Linked DNA regions of Mus musculus: all the other regions are linked to region 3. The links are chromatin contacts, called in public HiChIP or PLAC-seq maps. All regions are on one chromosome and are shown on one strand. Each heading gives the region's core, a stretch centred on a gene start, on an enhancer-like site or on the middle of the called end of the contact. The rest is flanking DNA. Distances are from core to core; before and after follow the strand shown.

Evidence for each region. HiChIP or PLAC-seq counts read pairs in DNA pulled down with a chosen protein or histone mark.
Region 1: a contact with region 3 is called in an H3K4me3 HiChIP or PLAC-seq map of bone marrow-derived macrophages, with 2.3 times the contacts expected there. The contact joins the enhancer-like site here to the promoter of Ccdc40 in region 3. A contact is called at or near these places in 2 of 484 Hi-C or Micro-C datasets (the N1E-115 cell line and nephron progenitors), 6 of 115 datasets of contacts at active chromatin or transcription factors (CD8 T cells, the SCID.adh cell line, bone marrow-derived macrophages and 3 more) and 3 of 9 other capture datasets (adipose tissue, liver and pancreatic islet).
Region 2: a contact with region 3 is called in an HNF4G HiChIP or PLAC-seq map of pancreatic cancer cells. The contact joins the enhancer-like site here to the promoter of Ccdc40 in region 3. A contact is called at or near these places in 2 of 15 datasets of contacts at CTCF or cohesin (CD8 T cells and embryonic stem cells), 1 of 484 Hi-C or Micro-C datasets (DN3 thymocytes), 6 of 115 datasets of contacts at active chromatin or transcription factors (the SCID.adh cell line, bone marrow-derived macrophages, effector CD8 T cells and 2 more) and 3 of 9 other capture datasets (adipose tissue, liver and pancreatic islet).

Annotation. Positions count from the first base shown.
Region 1 is chr11:119,163,817-119,167,925 of GRCm38.p6, reverse strand. The region is part of intron 3 of Tbc1d16 (TBC1 domain family, member 16); the gene reads left to right. Among named protein-coding and RNA genes, the nearest start is that of Mir6934, 12 kb to the right of the region's middle. Within about 2 kb of position 1,690, at least 90 of the 459 cell types and tissues checked have an H3K27ac peak or open chromatin away from gene starts, as enhancers often do. A contact at or near this core is called in CD8 T cells, bone marrow-derived macrophages, effector CD8 T cells and 1 more, where this site is marked.
Region 2 is chr11:119,184,686-119,189,283 of GRCm38.p6, reverse strand. The region is part of intron 3 of Tbc1d16 (TBC1 domain family, member 16); the gene reads left to right. It overlaps Gm11753 (a long non-coding RNA gene), which reads left to right. Exons shown (of 2, transcript XR_880347.2): 1 at 1-4,598. Among named protein-coding and RNA genes, the nearest start is that of Gm11753, 3.6 kb to the left of the region's middle. Within about 2 kb of position 2,128, at least 59 of the 459 cell types and tissues checked have an H3K27ac peak or open chromatin away from gene starts, as enhancers often do. A contact at or near this core is called in CD8 T cells, the SCID.adh cell line, adipose tissue and 2 more, where this site is marked.
Region 3 is chr11:119,225,988-119,229,920 of GRCm38.p6, reverse strand. It overlaps Ccdc40 (coiled-coil domain containing 40), which reads right to left and starts at 1,349. Exons shown (of 21, transcript NM_001364767.1): 1 at 1,174-1,349; 2 at 759-893. The coding sequence starts at 787. Tbc1d16 (TBC1 domain family, member 16) reads left to right here and starts at 1,422. Exons shown (of 12, transcript NM_172443.3): 1 at 1,422-1,525.

The DNA.
Region 1 (4,109 bases), core at 441-2,940, 62 kb after region 3:
CCCAGAATGGAGCCTTCCCCAGATTGTTGTAGACCATGCCTGGTCACACTTTGGCCTCCCCTTCCTGGTCCCCAGAACTGTGAAGATTAACTCTTGTGGTTTTGAGCCGGGTCTGCTGGCCATTTCTAACCATGACCCTAGGAAACATTGTGGAACCTTCGGGTGTCAGGCCAAGGGGCAGGGTTACTGGTGACCAAGGTGACAGACAGGAGGCCATTTCTCGGCTGAGTGTGCAGGATGATGTGGGGAGTGGTGGGCTCTGGGGTCTTCTTTCAGGACAGACGTGTCATTTGGGCAGGATCGGCTCCTCTCCTGAGTGGAGAGTCTCCTGAGCTATGTGGTCATTCATCCTGTATTGCCATTTACCTGTGACATTCTTGCTATCATTAGTCCATGAGCAGGGTTAGCAAAGCCTCACTCAGTCTGGTGGGCTGGAGAATGACAGCCATGGGGACAGCTAGTGTCTCTATACCCCTCCCCCTTCTTTTTTCTTCATCTGAGACAAGGTCTCCTGTAGCCCAGGCTGACCTTGAACTTGTTATGTAGCCAAGGATGACTCCTGATCCTCCTGCCTCCAGCTTCCCCAGTGCTGGGATAGACCGTTCCCTTTCCTTCTTTTCTGAATTACCATTTTACTTTCTAATATAAACGGAAATTCAGGATTCATGGAAGAACAAACAACAAAGATAAAAATGTAGCAGGTTGGCGTGGTGGTCTTGATAATCAAACTGATACACTACGCCTATCAGGAAATCTGAAAAAAAAAAAAAAAAGAAAAAAAGAACATGGTGAGAGCAAACTTTAATTGTGCCATCTAGAAATGTCCGTTATTATAACATCCATAGCATGAGTATATGGATTAAATCTGTAAGGTATGTTTTATATGATGTCATATTGACAGCACTGAACATCATGTTCTTCATTTGATGTATATACTATGAACCTTTTTTTCCTAGTTATTAAATACTTTTATGAAACATTTTATAGCAACTGAATGGAATGGGGTCCTATGACCTTACCAAGCCCGTCTGGTAGTGACACTGAGCTGGTATTGGTGTGTGTCTAAAGCCTCCACGGTGGCTCAGGGGTCAAGCTCTTGCCACTCTGGCACAGGACCCAAGTTTGGTTCCCAGCACCCATGTCAGACAGCTCACAACTGCCTGTGACTCCAGCTCCGGGGTAACTGATGCTCTTTTTGACCTCAGCAGGCAGTGGATTCACACACACACACACACACACACACACACACCCCTAATTAAAAATAAATTAAATCCGAGCTGGGGAGATGGTTTAATAGTTAAGACCCAGGTTTGATTCCCAGTACCTACAGGGCAACTCACAACCATCTTTAACTCCAGTTCCAGGAGATCCAATGCCTTCTTCTGGCCTCTGAGGGCTTCACCCGTACATATGATGCACAGGCATGCATGCAGGCAGAACACTCCTACATGCATACAGGCAGAACACTCCTATACAAAAAATAAAAGGTAACAATAAGTAAAGTTTTAAGAAATAAAAAAAAGAATCTATCCCAAAAGCTCCACTGGATAGTAACTGCTGTTCAGTAGTGCTTGCGTGTCCAACACATGCAGTTTGGCCAGTGTTGGCGAGTATGGTGCATCGCTGAGCAGCCTTACCACAGCTCAGACAGGAAGCGCTGTCTCTGCGTCTGGTACCCCTCCCGGTCCTGCCCTGCGTGACTCACCTGCACCCTAGCAACAGTGACACGGAGTGAGCCAGAGACACAAGCCACAAAAGGAAAGAAGACAGATCAGAATTCGAAATGTGTGTGTGTGTGTGTGTGTGTGTAAGTTGGTACATCAAACACAATGCAAAAACGAAACCCACAGAATGCACAATGGAAAATAAACTTAGAAATCACACATCTAGTTAAGAGATTGATATCCAGGATATATAGACTTTCTAAAGTCCCCAAATGAGACGTTTCCCCAAAGATACTCAAACAGGTAGCAAGCAGGAGGGCAGGTGTCACTGAGGAAAGCTACCCAAAGCTGCAGGGAGAGGACCCCAGGCTCTGCATGGCTGTGGTAAACCAGAGGAGACCATTACAAGGGTTGGTGGGAATGCAGAGAAAGCAGAACCTTGTGTCGTGTGGGTGGGGTGAACACAGCTCCCACTTCTGTGGGAGATGGGGGTGGGGGGCACTTCCTCAGAAAAACCTAAAAACAATGATTTAGAAATTCCTCTTCAGGGCTTGTAACCAAAAGGTCAGCTAGCAGAGATTCGAGGGGGTGCTCGTGTTAAAGAAGCATCAGGACACAGTGGACAGGCAGACAGACAGACAGACAGACAAATACGCTGAAGTCTGTCCACTTCGTGGAATGTCGCTCCTCCTTGGAGAGCCTTGGAGACCACGTGCTCAGTGAAACACTCCAGTCACAGAAGGGCGAGCGCTGCATCCGCCACCTGGATGAGGCCCTTGGGGCAGCCAAGTTCACGTACACAGAGCATAGGATGATGTTGCAGGGATCTAGACGGCAGGGAAGTGCCAAAGAATTTCATTGATATCACAGCACCTCTGTTGTATACAACCAGTGTTCCGGGGGAGGCAGAGAGTGGCTGCATGGTTCTGTGATTCACTCTGTACCGCTGAACACTACTCTCAAAGATGATTAAGCCAGGGGCCTGGAGGGGTGGCTTTTGTGATTAAGAGCACTGGCTGTTCTTGCAGAAAACCTGGGTTCAATTCCTGGCACCCATATAGCTGTTCACAGCTGGCTGTAACTCTTGTTCTAGGGGATCCAGTGCCCTTTCCTGACCTCTTTGGGAGGCAAGCATGCAGTGTGCAACTATACATGCAGGCAAAAGACATGTACACATAAAATTATATTTAAAAATCTAAAAAATGCTTAATTCAGGGAATTTGATATTTTGGGAAGTCAGGCCCATTTGTACAGACCTGTGGTCCTAGCTACTCAGGAGGCTGAGACAGGGGAATTGAAACTGCAAAATAGCCTATAAAACTCAGTAAGACTCTGCCCCAAGTAAAAAGTAAAAAGAGGGCTGGGGTATAGCTCCCTGTTAGAGCTTGCCTAAGAATGTGGATCCAGTCCCCAGTAAAACATTCTCACGAGTGCATGTACACACACACACACTGGACACACATACGCACATACACAGCACATATACACACTGCACACACCATACTCTGCACAAACCACACACACACTGCACACACACTATGCACATACCGCATATATACACACAGCACACACACTTCAGTTTCTGTCGTTTTGGGGTTAGTCATTTGGGTACATTTGTGTGCAGATGGCATCGAACAGTGAGTGTGCTCTGTTTCGATCTGGCTGTTTTTGCTCAGTGTAATTGCCTGTGTTGTGTTGCCTGTGTGTCTGTGGCCTAGCTCTTGTCACTGAATGCCTTTTGTGGCCTATGCACCACAATGTCAATCTTTTCGGTTGGGTTGTTCTGGGTCTTGGTTCTCAGGCTTAGAGCACTGTACACATGGGCCTAAGTAACAGTGTCTTCCCACACAGCACCGAGGAGCGCAGTGTCTGATTGTGCAAGCAGAGACTTGCCGCTTGCCCCAGGCTACCCTTGAATCACAGTCCTCCTGCCTCAGCCTCCCCAAGATCAGGATTACAAGCCTGTGCAGCCTCACCCGGCTGAGTCTGTATGTAAGAGTTTCTTATAAATATTCAAGACACGAGTTCAGCCGGACATATGTTTTGTGGGAATTTTCTCTCAGGCGGTGACTTCCTCTCTTTCTTTGTCTTTTTCCTTTGATGAGGATGCTTTGAAGAGGAGTTTTCTTCTTTTATTACCTTTGTGGTTCGTAGGGTGTATGCCAAACCCTGCCCGCCCTGTTGCAAGGTCTCAGATGCCAGAATAGCTTCGAGATTACTGATACTGATACAGGGGTTTTGGTTTTATATTGTGTTTTAAAATTACATTTATTCATTCATATGTTTGTGTGTTTGCTTGAGGCTGTACACGTAAGCCTCAGTGCATGTGTGGAGGTCAGAGGACAATCTGCAGAAGAAATAGGTTCTCTCTTCACCATGTGGGTTCTATGGATCCAACTCAATTTGTCAGGCTCAGTGGCGAGAGACTTTAGCTGCTGGGCCGTG
Region 2 (4,598 bases), core at 879-3,378, 41 kb after region 3:
CACTAGTTAAAGGCCAGCCTGGGTTCATAATGAGTTCCAGGCCCCTGTTTCAAACAAATAAAAAAATAAATAAGGAAAGAAGTATGAAGAGAGAGAGGGGAAGAAGGAAGGTGTAGGGGAGGGGGAGGGGCGGGGAAGGGGTTGGAGGAGGAGGAGCAGGAAGAAATGAAGAGGTGGACAATGATATTTAGAAGAGCAGTGGTTCAACTGGCCTTGCACATCCACGTTCACAGCCCCGTGGGTCACAAGAAGCAGATGTGGAAGATCGGGTGATCAGGCAGAACAGTGGGCGGGTCCACAACCTGGAATATAGGGCCAGGGGTGGGGCTCAGTGGCAGATCTTGTCTGACGTGCCTGACAAGGCCCTGGGTCCCATGGACCCACGCACGCACGCTCACATGCACGTTCATTATCCATCCTTCTAGGGAGGAGAAAATTCAGGCTGTGAGGATGTTGTTCTTAAGGTAGTGAGTTTGTGTTCACAGAGGGAGGCGGATAAAGTCAGGCTCACCAGCTGATAGGAGCGATAGACCCACATCTCTCCCGTACCCATTCCCAGTCCCCTGAGAACTGCCTTTCCCACCAAGGCCATCCCGGACCAACAATTACTCTTGAACCTTAAGCGTTGGGAAACCACACTAAGGGATCTTGGCCTCCAGCCAAGGGCAGATGTAGCTAGCACTTGGCAGTGTGTTCAAAGGGAAAGTTCATGGTGGTGGGTGTCCACTTGACCCACCACTGCCACGCTGCATACCTGATGGGGGTGGAGCCGTGGGTGTAGCATGTTCCCTCTGGGTCACTTAGCTCTGAGAGCAGGCCCTTCCCTGGGATTCACTGAGCTTTCAGAGCTCCAACAGGCCAGGGGTAGCTCTTTCTTAGTGCTTCTATGAGCTTAGAAAAATAGCCTCTCCCATAACCTTCCGAGATTGGAAATACAATCTAGGTTTTCTGGGTGTGGACAATGGGCAGAAGGCCTGCACTGGGGGAGACAGCTCATAGGCCTGGGGCCCCCAGTTTCTTAAAGCCTGACCTCTGGACCTCAGACACCCCACAGAGCAGGATTCTGAATGGAATGATGGGGAGAGTCACATGAGTCCCCTTCTCCACCTTTGCCTCAGTAATCTTTTCCATACTCTCTGACGAGGCATGAGGGCAGACCTTAGCCTTTAAAGCGCCACGGTTCATTTATGTGTTGAAAAGAAAGTACTTGCGTACTTGTGTCTTGGCTCCTCAGCCTGCAACCACACCAGCTGACAGTGGGTACGTGAGCCAGGGCTGCTGGAGAGGCCATATGGTCTGAAGGACCTTGATGGTGACCAGGTTGGATGCAGCCGTTGGTGCCCCAGTCCTGGCCTGATAGCCAGTCGTCTCTTCCTCGAAGACGCAGATGCATTTGACCCTTTGTGTTTCCAAAGCCCAAGTTTGCAAGCCCCAGATCACCCACACCTCCCTGTGAGGCCCTTGAGTCTTCCGGGAGCACTCACAGCCTTTACCTCAGTCCAGTTGGGTGCGCAGGGAGCCTGAGACCTTGGCTGATTCAGCGCGCTGTCACTAACAAGAGCCGCCCTGTAGATGGCGCTCATCGAGACTTGCCAGTCGGCAGAGCAGCCCACCCACAGGGTTAGCACAGTGTCCTCTGTGTCCTCGTAGATTCTGTGCCCTCCAATACGGCTGACCACACATCAGAAATTCCCCGGGGGGAGAATGTGCTCCTACCGAACACATGTGGACATTTTTCTTGTCACTAGCCTCTAAGTGTGAAGACTGTTTACACAGCATTTACACTGCAGGGGGTGGTATTGGTAATCTATGGGTGATTGAAAGCACACAGGATGGCGTGTGTGCATTCTGGACGTCACTGTGACATTCTGAGAGACTTGAGCATATGGGGAACCGAGCCCCACAGAGGGGAGACTGTTTATAAAGCCCATGTTCTTAGCACAGAGCACAGCAGTTGAAGGTAACTGGGCTGTGGGGAGCATAGGGAACAGGCAGAGGCTGCTCTTCATTTAGCAGGGCTCCCCCACAGCAGGTCGGAATGTCAGAGCGCAGCCTGGTCTCACTTGGAGTACATCGCTTGTGCCCCTGATGGTGATGGCCGAGCAGCTGACTCAGAAACCACACCCAGCCTCTCCGCCGCGTCTCTGTGTGACTAGAGCAGTCTGTGGTAGGATGCCGCCCCTCGGGCAGCACCCGGGGGCCCACTTGTTGAGTAATCCTAGATCTCTGGAGATTGAAGGGTGCTGCAGCTGACCCACTGGGGTCTTGCTGACTTTGTGAACCTAGTCGCCTCCTCCTAGTTGTCGTTTCAGGGAAACTCTTCTCTTTCAATGGTTTCATGGCTTCTTCTTGGCCACAGACTGAGGGTGTTGGATCTTGAGGGAGTGGGGTCTCTCTCTCTCTCATGCACAGAAGGGAGAGCGAGTAAGAGGGAGACTTCCATCCACTGTTTTGAGATCCAGCAGCCTGATGACATGGATCAGTCCCTGCTGCCAACCCCCTTGGAGACATGCCCCCCATGGCCCCAAAGAACAGTCCCTAGGGTTAGGCCCCGACTCACAGCTCTTTATAGCAGACACAGGAAAATATTTTCAGGGGACCAGAGAGGCTATAAGTGTGGCTGGAGCCAAGGAGCCCAGCCATCTTCTTGAGTGACTCACAGGGCCAAATTGTTTGTGCAATGTGTTGTTTTGGGGAGTGCATGAAAGACTTGGCAGATGCCTTCTTGCTGAGGGTCACAGGCTGGGGTTGGGGCTGGACAGTCACCTCCCGAGGAGTCACTGGGACAGCGTTCAAAACAAATAAAATTATTCCCAAGGATGCATGGCTTCCTCCCTTCCCCTTTCTGTACACACACATGCACACACTCACACACACACATACTCATACAAGCACATACTCACGCACACACATGCGCACACACAGTCACATGTGCAAACACATACACACATGCATGCACACACACAAACACACACACACACAGTCACACATGTACACACACATATACACACATAGTCACACACACATACACACACAGTTACACATGCACACATACACATAGTCAGACATGCGCACACACATACATAGTCACACATGCACACACACATACACACAGTCACACACACATACACACACATGAACACACATATACAAATAATTACACATGCACACATACACATAGTCACTTATGCATACACACATACATGTCCTCACACATGCACACTCTCACACACATGTACTCACACATGCGCACACACACGTACACAGAGTTTCAGAGAAAACTTAACAGCATCGGTGTAAAGAGCTGGGGAGGTGACCCTGTAAAGTGCTTGCCGCCTAAGTGTAAGGAGCTGAGTTTGGATCCCCAGACCCACATAAAGCAGGGAGTCTGATGATTCTCTGTAATCATAGCTCTGGGGATATGGAGACAGCTAGATCCCTGGGGCCTGCTGGCCAGCCAGTCTAACTGAATCGGCAAGTTCCAGCTTAAGTGAGAGACCCTGTCTTAAAAACAAAGCAGAATTATGCTGAAGGACAGCTCAGTGGTGAAGAGCACTTACTGTTCAGAGGACCTGAACCCCCAGCACCGACATTGGGGGACTCAAAACTGCCTGTACCTCCAGCTCCCGGGGAGCTAAAACCCTCTGCTGGCCTCCAAGGGCACGTGCCGTCATGTGCATATACCCAGCACAGATACATCGATGCAATTAAAAAGAAAACAAAAGTCTTTAAATTAAATAAAAAGGATGAGGTGAAGAGAAAGTGAGCCAGACGCCTTACGTCAACCTCTGACTTCCATGTGCACACACAGAGAAGCGTGCACACGTGTGCAAACACATGTACACATACCATGCGCGCAATGTTGTGTTTGATTGAGAAGAAAGTTCCAGGTCATTGTCCTCCAGCATTTTTCCTGACCCTTGCTTGGGGTTGCCGGGCACTGTAGTTCTTCCAGATTTGAGATTCTCCTCTCCTGGTCTCCCACAGGCGTTAAGTCCTACAGCCTCGGTGCTGCCAAGCCACAGAGCCACCCCATGTTCCTCCCCACAGAGCAAACAAAGTTGTCTGTGTAAATCTCCATGAATGGCCATCGTTCTGCACCAACCCTTGGGGCTGAGACTGTGCCCAGGAGCCTGAGCCCTGTGGGAACTCAACCTGGCCCTGGCGTGGGTTCTTTTCCCCTGGGTGCTGGCCCTAGGAAGCTCCCAGACTCCTGCTCTCAGAGCCAGGCTGTAGTCATAGAGCTGAAAGGACAGGCCCCACCCTGACAGCCTTCACCCTCAAGAAGAGTCAGGTCCTGCTCTGGGAAAATGCTTGCTCTTTTCTATTTTGTATTAAAAAGAGTCATCCTTGGACTGGGGGTGTGGCTGAGTTGGTAGCTTTCCAACTGAGCATTCACAAAGCTCTGGGTTTCATCCCCCAAGCTACAGGAAACATAGTGTAGTGTTGCACACCTGTATTCTGGCGTTCAGGAGTAGAGGCAGGAAGATCAGGAAGTCAAGATAGTCCTTGGATACGTAGTAACTTTGAAGCTAGCCTGGGCTACGTGAGATCAGGTCTCAAACAACCAAAAGGAAACAAAACAAAGTGATCCTTAA
Region 3 (3,933 bases), core at 100-2,599:
CTGCTTCCCAGCACCACTGGAGCAGGCATTTTGTGCACCTGCCTTTGCTCAGAATCTTTGCATTTCAAGTCTTCCCCAAGTTGGAGCTCATTCTATACCTGTGGCTTCACAGTTAGCCTTCTCGTGGGATATACTCTGGATGTGTTTCCATGGGTGTCCATAAGGACTTTAACTATATGAAACAACCCAGAAAAGTCTGAGCAAATAGAACTGTTTAAACTTGCTTTTGTTTTGCACAAAACCTAAAACAGTGCCGGCAACAGCATTTTGGGGTTCACTCAGTGATGGGGATCAGTCTATCCCTCAAGACCATGATGGGGGTGAGGGGAATCCATCTTGCAGGGGGAGGTATGGGCCTAGCCCAATCCCAACGGAGCTACTGCTCCTCCTTTCTTCCCACTCTTGTAATACTGAACGGCGTCCCATCCATCCAAGTCCTGCTTTGCAGCGGGTTTATCAAGCATGATGGTTGCCATGGTTACCGCGGGGCGTTAAAGTCTGTAGTCCAGGAGAAGCAGGGGCTAGGAGTAAGGAATGATGGGGGGTGGGGGGCGCTTGAAAAGGACAAAGAACAGAAGGTGCAAGAGATAGGGGACATGGGGGAGCGTGGGTTGGGTAGTGTAGGACAGGTCCAGAAAGTGGAGAAGAGCGGGAAGGGGCACAGAAGTGAAGGAGAAGGCGGTCCGGGTGGGGGTACCTGCGTGCAGAAATTTAGTGAAAACATCTGGTGGGTTTATTATCCCTCCTGCGGGGCTTACCCGTCAGCCTGGTCCTCCGGCTCCGCCATCTCTCGTTGCTAGGCTACGCCATCAACATCCGGCGAAGTCTGGACCGCGTGCTCCAAGACCGCAGGAGGCGGGGTCTGGCAGCGTCCATCGATTCACACAGAAACACTAAGCAAACACATTAAAGAACAAATGTGTTTTGCCTGTCCGTCGCCATGTGTCCCAGACTTTCCCGGCTGGACTTAGTTCCCGTAGAGTGACCCTGATGATGTTCAGGGACTCAAAGAAAGTGGCAGGCAGGTTGGGGATGCTGGGTCCGGGAAACGCGCCTAGCTCTGGCTCTTCCACTTCCAGCTTTGGGTTACTCAAGAACCAGTACCTTTTGGGGAGCATCATTCCTTCGTAACCCTAAGTTTGAGAAATAGAAATGCAAGGGGTGAGCGCATACATGGGTACAGGGAGGCCCTGCCTTTCGGATCGAGGGCACAGGGCTCCCATCCAGGGCAGGGTCCGGGGTACTAGGCGCGTGGCGAGATCCTGCAGAGTCAGCAGAAAGCCCCGAGCAGGGGTCGACGGATGCGCAGGACCCTGAGGTTGGAGTTAGTGCCTGGCGTTCCGGGCTGAGCGGGGCTGGGCCCCGGGGCGGAGCGAGGCGGAGCGGGGGCGGAGCGGAGGCGGAGCGGGGACGGCCTCTCCATATTCCCTCCCCGCCGCGCCTCGCTTTCGGCGGCGGTGGCAGTGGCGGCGGCGGTGGTGGCTCCTGGAGCCGGCGCGTGTCCAGCCCTCGCGGCGGGACCCGGGTGGGTATCAGGGTTCTTCTGGGATCGCGGGCCGGGGATTTTGGGGTCCACTCGGGACGACGTGGCGGTTCCTGGGTACCCTGGAATCTGCACGCACCGGACCCGGGCCTGCTGCGCGGGGGTCCGGGAGTGGCTGGGGGACCGGCTCTGGGCTCTGGGCGGGGGCGATGCGGAGGAACCCGGATCTTGCTGGGGACGCCCTGGGAACTCCACCCTCGAGTGAGACTCTCTGCTTTGGGAGTGGGCCCACTCGAGGAGACTCGGTCCTCGCCTGTCTGGAGCTGTGGGCCGGGGCACTTGCGGTCTTTGTCTTGCTGGCTGGTCTGAGCATGCGAAGAACTTATGGGGTTCCTGCACTGTCAGACAGAGCCCCCAAGGTGTGCCATGCCCTCCTGGGGCGTGTGCGGTCTTAGCGTTGGGGCACTAGGGGGAAATGGTCAGGGCTATTTAAGAGGCCCCATGTCAGGATCCTCGCTTCTTTTTTAGCCTGCGCGCCTCTCTCTCTCTCTCTCTTTCCTCAAAAGAAAGAAAGAAAAAAAGGGATAGTATAAAAAGAAAAAAGGGCAATTTAAGATTGCTAAAAATAACCCACGGAACCCTGCCAGAACGCGCGGTGAGAAAAGCCTGTTCCTCCGAAGTCGGTGTCACATGTTGGCCACAATCTAGTCCAGGTTCCGTTCAGAAATAGGGGAATAGAAAAGCGTCTCTTGACTCTGTTAAAGTTTGTTCCATGGACTCTGTCAACTTCCTTTATCAGGAAAGAGAGAGAGAGGGGAAGTGTCCTGTCACCAAGCATACTGGTCAGAACATGGGTGCAAAGAGCCGGGGACTAGGGGCTCCACTCTAAATCTTAATAACTGATCAAAGAATTTAAAAGAAACTATGTATGTAGCTCTTGGAAGAAATATTGACATTAACCTTGATAGCGAATATTGAACTTAGTGGTGCGGTGACTTTGGGCACAGGGGCCGGCTAAGATTCACCCATTGGGAATTTACCAGAGTTGGTTCTTAGCTGGTTGCTGGGGATGGATCTCTTAGCTGAGCAGTACTTATGGGTTTTTTCTCTGTTTGTTTGTTTTGTCCCCCCCCCCCCCCCATAGCTTTCTGGTGAGTGGAATGTCTTGAGTATAGCTAGGAAGTTCTTCTTGGGAACTGTTGACTCTCCTGGCAATCACGGTGTCTGTTAACAGCCTCGGATCACCATGTGTGGGTTTTCGTTGTGCGAAAACAGGCCCGTGAAAGAGCTGCAGTTTATAAGCTTTCAAAACCACATTTTTTATTATGACTATTTATTGTGTGGGGTGTGTGTGCCCACATGTGTCTTGGTGGTGCCTGTATGGAGCTCAGAGGACAGCTTGTGGAGCTTAGTTCTGTCTTCCCACCACATGAGTCTTGAGAGGACTCAAACCCAGGCCCTCTGGCTTGGTGGCAGCAGTCACCTTTATCCACAGAACTATTTTACTCACATTTACCCCAAGATGATGTCACATGATGCCATGTGACCCAGCACAGACTTGGCTGGCCTGCTCTTCACAGGGCTTTGTTAAGGGGTGGGGGGGGGGGGCGGCTGGGAGGTCCTTGCTTCCCGAGGAGCACTCTTTGCTTTGGAGCTTCCCCCTTTGAGAGGATGGCCTTTGGGCTGACAGAACTCCCCACTACTGTCCTGGCCTCTCTGTGCCCTGATTTTGAGTGACAAACTTCAGTGATAAAATCATCTTCCCTAGGCATGGTGGCTCAGGACTGCAATTCTAGTGCCTGGGAAGATGAGACAGGGGGATTTCTGTGCATTTAAGGCCAGCCTGGGCTATAGCGTGAGCTTTAGGCCATCCTGGGGTACGTAGATTCTTTCTCAAAGAACCAAATCAAACCAAACCCCCAAAAAACCCTGTATGGTCTCCAAAAATAGACAGTATACACCAGTCACTGGCTCTCGTTGGGTTCCTTGTTCCTTGGTTCCTCTTCAAAACCTCACCGCCCAAGTGTCTGGCAGACAGCAAGTAACTTTTTGTTGAGACTCAGTCTCTCTCTCCCCACTTCTGCAGCCTAGGCTGGTCTAGAACTCATAGTAATTCCCCTGCCCCTGCATCGTAAGTGCTGGGATTGCAGATGTGTGCTTCCATTGCCCACGAGTGCATATGTGTGGGACCACCCGCTGTGGCATGGGAAACCTACAAGTGTTCTCTCCTCCAGCAGCTGACAACTGCCCTCTCCTCAGTAAGAGGTGGGATCTGTGGACTGCCTTCTCTCCTAGCTGGAGGCTGACTGGTTTGCTCTTGTGCAGGCGTTACACAGGTAGCCACAGCTGTGGCTGTGAGTTAGTGTCCTGTCCGGATGTCATCCGTTCATAGCAATCCTCCCCATCCCCTGGCTCTTACGTCCTTCCTGCCTCCCCCTCTATAGTGCTCC